Linked DNA regions of Danio rerio: region 2 is linked to region 1. Evidence: chromatin contacts called from public HiChIP or PLAC-seq data. All regions are on one chromosome and are shown on one strand. Each heading gives the region's core, a stretch centred on a gene start, on an enhancer-like site or on the middle of the called end of the contact. The rest is flanking DNA. Distances are from core to core; before and after follow the strand shown. Region 1 holds the start of wdr26a (WD repeat domain 26a). Region 2 holds the start of acot22 (acyl-CoA thioesterase 22).

What was found. HiChIP or PLAC-seq counts read pairs in DNA pulled down with a chosen protein or histone mark.
Region 2: a contact with region 1 is called in an H3K4me3 HiChIP or PLAC-seq map of embryo, with 2.2 times the contacts expected there. The contact joins the promoter of acot22 here to the promoter of wdr26a in region 1. A contact is called at or near these places in 2 of 18 Hi-C or Micro-C datasets (caudal fin and an unstated tissue) and 1 of 4 datasets of contacts at active chromatin or transcription factors (embryo).

What each region holds. Positions count from the first base shown.
Region 1 is chr16:2,709,087-2,712,067 of GRCz12tu, forward strand. It overlaps wdr26a (WD repeat domain 26a), which reads right to left and starts at 1,447. Exons shown (of 15, transcript XM_073925693.1): 1 at 819-1,447. The coding sequence starts at 1,066.
Region 2 is chr16:3,021,363-3,024,343 of GRCz12tu, forward strand. acot22 (acyl-CoA thioesterase 22) reads right to left here and starts at 1,444. Exons shown (of 3, transcript NM_001256219.1): 1 at 923-1,444. The coding sequence starts at 1,433.

The DNA of each region.
Region 1 (2,981 bases), core at 197-2,696:
CTGACACCACAATGTAAACACAAAAACACCACTGACACAATCATGAAAACACAAAAACACCACTGACACCATCTTTACCACATAACACAACTGACAGCACAATGTAAACAAAAACACCACTGACACAATCATGAAAACACAAAAACACCACTGACAGCACAATGTAAACACAAACACACCACTGACACCTCAATGTAAGCAGAAAACATCATTGACACCACAATGAAAACACAAAAACACCACTGACACAATCATGAACAAACAAAAACACCACTGACACAATCATGAAAACACAAAAACACCACTGACACCACAATGTAAACACAAAAACACCACTGACACAATCATGAAAACACAAAAACACCCCTGACACAATCATGAACACAAAACACCACTGACACAATCATGAAAACAGCACTGACAGCCATCAGAAAGCCACTAAACAGTAATGACATCATGAAAACACAAAACACCACTGACACCATCTACAAAACACCACTGACACCATCTTGAAAACACAAAAACACCACTGAAAATAAATAAATTCCACCGACACGCTACAAAATCTCAACTGACATCATCGTGGAAGCACACAAATCGCCACTGACACTGTTATGAAAACAATAAACAGCAGGACACAAACACCACCAGCGCTCGCCACCACCGTCGAAACACACACACACACACACACACACACACTAAACCATAACATTTCAAAATGACAGCTTTGTCAAAAAACCCAAACACCATCACGAAAGCCGCACTGACAGCATCATGGCTCCATCTCGATAATAACCGGATGATCCGCCGATACTCACTTGAGTCCCAGCCCGTGTAGATGCTGTCCGATGAGTCTGATCACGTCCTCGTCGCTCTGGGACAGCCGTTTCTTCTTCTTCATCCCGGTGTCCGGAGCCGGGCTCTCGGTGGACGACGGCAACCCGTTATTAGCGGAGGACAGCAGCCCGTTGGAGTGCACAGCTCCCGCGGCGGAGGACGAGGACTCTCCGTTCCGGCAGGACAGCTGCGGCTCCGGCTCTTGTCCTCCGGTGCCGTTGGCCTGCATGTTATGATCCGCGGTGACGGTGGCGGATCCGCGCGCCTGTGGGCTGTTATTGAAGCCGATGGCCGAGCGCCGGTGGGGGGTTGGGAGAGACGCCGCAGAGAGGCCCGTGATCCCGGCTGCAGACGCCCCGCTCTGTCCTGCTCCCTCCGCCGCCGAGACTCGGCTTTTCTTCCGCGGTGGCGGCGAAGCTCCGCCGGTTTCCGACTCGGAAGAAGAGGCAGCGGAGGCCAGAGTTTTCCTCGCCGGTAATGTCAGAGTCGAGACGCCTCGCGGGCTCAATATCAGCGCGGTCACAGACGCGGAAAAGCCGCCGCCGTTTGCTCGTTCAGTCGCTCGCTCCTCTTGTTATTGTTTGTCAGGGAACAGCTGCAAGTCCATTACGGACGTCCGTGCGCGGTGACGTCACAGGAAGCGCCGCAACAACCTTGAACTCTTTTGATTATGTGCCGTTGTCTTACACGCTGTAAATGTTTTATACACAAAAATAAGATCCTAAAAACAATACCTATATTCAATACTTTCCTTGTTGAAATTTCGTTCAATACTGAATCTCTTAAGCTCAATAATAAAAATAATACATTGCTTAAAGCTTATGATAATCTTTTTTATTAATTATTGAGGCTTTGGAAAGTTTTTTCTCTCTTCTTTATTTTTTCTTTATTGTATTTTTTCTTCAATGCATTGATGCTGTTATTCTTGTATTCATTAAAAAAAAAATTAAAAAGTACCACTGTCTTATTATTTTATTTATTTAATTTATACATTTCTTGTTATTTTATTTTTCTTTAAATGTAATATACATAATGCAACACCATTACTGTATTTTTCTTGCAATGCCCTAAGTTTCAAAGTTGATGCAATCTTTAATTGCTAACGTTTTTGAGATCAGCAATGAAAAAATAATATTGCAAATAATTTAATGATTATTATTGTAATTGATGTGCACAGAATGTATGTGTGAAGATTCGAGATGTGCAGCACCTGAAACTACAGGTACCGGAAGCCTGTGCTGGCATTTCTCCTGCGGTGTTGCTATCAGTGTGTGAGAGTGGGAGAAGAGTCTTGCATTGATAATCCAACACAACGGGCAGCACACTGAACACATTTAATAAGTGGTCAGACACTTTTAAATAACTCATGAAAGAATAAAGTGACGTTAAAACCAAGCACACCATTGCTTTTCTTGTGAAATTCCCAATAGGTTTGATGTGTCACATGACCCTCTTCCTATTAAAAAAAAACAAAAGTTGGATCCAAGATGGCCGACTTCAAAATGACCCCCATGGTCACCACCTATCTTGAAAAGTTTACCCCCTCACATATACTAATGTGCCCCAAATAGGACGTTAATATCACCAACCATTCCCATTTTATTACAGTGTATCAATATAAATGGCCCACCCTGTAGTATAAAAGTCAATGGTTACAGGTTTTGCAGCATTCTTCAAAATATCTCCTTTAGTGTTCAGCAGAAGAAAGATGTTCATAAGAGATGTAATGTGAGTAAAGGATCAGAGATTTGCCATCACTTTAATATGGCGCTGCTTGTTTGGAGGGGTGGAGGGTTGAGTGGAATTACAGGAAAGTTTTGTTTGCAGTAATTATGTCCAATAATAAACAGCTGCTGCTGTAACAACTGATCAGGCTACAGGGTACTCCCTGTCATTAAATACCAAAGAACTGCTGTGCTTTATAATGTACCATAGTAAATCTGTTTTTGATAGAGATTTAGTGTGTATGTATATATATACATACACATATACATGTATATATAAATATATATATTTTCCCAGAGATGGGTTGCGGCTGGAAGGGCATCCGCTGCGTAAAAACTTGCTGGATAAGTTGGCAGTTCATTCCGCTGTGGCGACCCCGGATTAAAAAAGGGACTAAGCCGACAAGAAAATGAATGAAT
Region 2 (2,981 bases), core at 194-2,693, 310 kb after region 1:
TAGAGAGGGCGGCGTCCGTGACACTACCCTCACCACCCGCGCCCTGTTATATCTGCGTCAAGGACGGCAGAATAGAGAGGGCGACTTTCTCTTCAAAGTTGAGGGCGGCGTTACCGTCCTTTGCCTGGAGCGGCAGTTCAGCTTGCTCCGGCCCTGATTATTGCGGTTGCCAAATTATCAATTATTTAAAATCGCGACGACGCAGGGCCCTCTAATCACGCAGGGCCCCCCTGCGGTGCATGCCCTGCGGGCCCGTCTGCTACGCCACTGCTCAGGCTGTGGCATAGCTGTAAATGACACATCCCCATTTTCAGCACAGCAAGGCAATGCCCTAAACATTCATATCTGTTACCTGACTATTATAAGATATTATAAGACTATATATAACTTATTAAAAAGAGACTGTAATGAGTTTTGGGGCAGCACGGTGGCACAGTGGGTAGCACAATCGCCTCTCAGCAATAAGGTCACTGGTTAGAGCAGGGGTCACCAATCTCGGTCCTGGAGGGCCAGTGTCCCTGCAGGGTTTTGTTCCAACTTGCCTCAACACATTTGCCTGGATGTTTCAAGTATACCTAGTAAGACTTTGATTAACTTGTTCAGACGTGTGTAATTAGAGTTGGAGCTAAAATCTGAAGGACACCAGCCCTCCAGGAACAAGTTTGGTGGCCCCTGGGTTAGAGCCTCGGCTCTAAACACATGGGCTATAGGTGCATTGGATGAACTAAATTGGCCGTAGTGTAATAGAGTGTGCTTGAATGAGAGTGTATGGGTGTTTCCCAATATTGGGGTGAGGTGACCTCTGAAATAGAGACTTAGTCAAAGGAGAATTAATGAATGATTTTAAAACTGTGTCTGGTGCTAATGTTGGCTTAAGTGACAGAGAGATGAAAGAGACAGCATAATAATGCAAATAACTGACCAGTGGGCATAAAAAGAGTCCCTCTGATCCTTCCTTCGGTGACAAGACTTCTCCGGACACCCTCGCTCAGGCAGTGTCTCTCGTTGGTCACTTTGGCCAGGACTTTCTCATCCTCACCGACAACCTCAATGTCAACAAGAGCTGGACGCGTCACATCTTTCAGCTTGAACTTGCAGCTTAATAGATCTGCTTTCAGAGCCCAGAATAAACCCATCGGTTCCACTCCAGAAAAGCTCCCGCCAGCAGAAGAGTCGCGCTTGAGGTCAATTTGGCCATTGTCATCTGCTAGGTAGATCGCTGAAGCCTTGAAATCACGTCCACCTTCATCCGTGATTTTGGAGCGCAGATTCACACGTTGATGTGGATTTAAGCCGCTCACCATCACATGCACCGGGTCTTCGAATGAGCACTTGTAACTGGGCAGAAGCTTGATGCTGACTCCTGAACTGTAGTGCACCTTCGCAAGGGATCTTGCAAAAGGCATAAAGGCAAATTTCAGTGCTGCATACATGTTATCCCTGTGATCACTGCAGGATACTGCTTAGAAAGATGATTTCAAAGAGCTTCTTAAAGCATCTTTGGACTCGAATCAGTCACAAGATCAGTTTTATATTTATGTAGACTTTGAACTGTCAGATCTCAAATTACATATCTGCGAGCAATTTAAAAATGGCATGTGATTTTGATACGGATGAAGTAACCTGACTACAGCTGAGGTCAGAATTATTAGCCCTCCTGTATATTTTCCCCTCAATTTCTGTTTAACGGAGAGAAAAACATTTCTAAACATAATAGCTTTTAATAACTCATTTCTAATAACTGGTTTATTTTGTCTTTGCCACGATGACAGTAAATAATATTAGACTAGATATTCTTCAAGATACTAGTATTCAGCTTAAAGTGACATTCAATGCATAACCGCTTGGTCCTGGGACACAAAGCGGTTGTGGATAGGGCTCTAAGGCAGGCTCATCCAGTTCGGAGAGGTTTTCGAGGAAATTTAAGTGTGAACTTTGCTTATCGACTGATACAGGATTGAGCGGCTCACAAACAAACAGTTCCTCTGAATCAATGAACTCTACTTCAAGATCCGATTTATCGGCTGCAGGGTTGCTTCGGCTTTCTGGCGCGTCACTTTCAATGAAGTTTCGCTGCTCAGCAAGGATTGTTAATTTCCTCAAGAAGTCTCTGCTTGGCCTGATAAATCTTTTTTTCTTTTTTTTTTGTACATTCAGTTAAATAAACTTTGGCATTCATTTAGTTGCTCAAGCGTAAAACAAGACAAAAAACCTGCTGCCAGCTAGTGTTTCAGAAGTGTTATTGCAGAACAACACAAACAGCAGGCGGAAGTATATATGACAATGTGCAAGGCATGCAGAAGTATATATCAGCCTTGAGAGCCACGGCGAGGGCTATGCGACCGCATGAAGGCTACGCCGCAGCATACATGTGCGCTTGACGCAGAAGCATAAATCAGCCTTACCTGCACGTCACAATGACGCGTACCGCAAGCTCTGTGATACCATCGACTTGGTAGGGCTGACGAGTGTGTGTGGGACCAAGAGCCGCGTGAACCCATTGGACTGAGTGTTTACAATATTGGAGTCCCGTAAAGGAGCTTCAGATGGAAACTGTTGAAAACTTTGCGTCCATCTACACCGTCTGACTTTCACACTAGTGGTGTTCTCGCTCAATTGCAGTCAGTGCAACTCTGATTCCGAATGCATTCCACGGTTGCCACAGCACCGAAGTTACAACATGGCGGAGATCAGGATTTTAAAAAAGTACATGCATCTAATGATCGATCTGTCATCAAAATGCAATATTACAGATCATTAATTCAGTGAGTTTTACATCGCACTGTAATACTCGATACTCTTTAATGTAAATGTCAGCATAGTGGTCGTACTTAGTCCTAGTTATTTTGATAATGTCTGTTTTCTGCTAACTTGTAGTACAATGAATTAGCTAACGCTTGCTACAGTATAGATGAAGTGTACCGAATTGGATAAAATGACAGGCTAATATTGCAGCATGCTAATAATAATTCCCCCCTGAG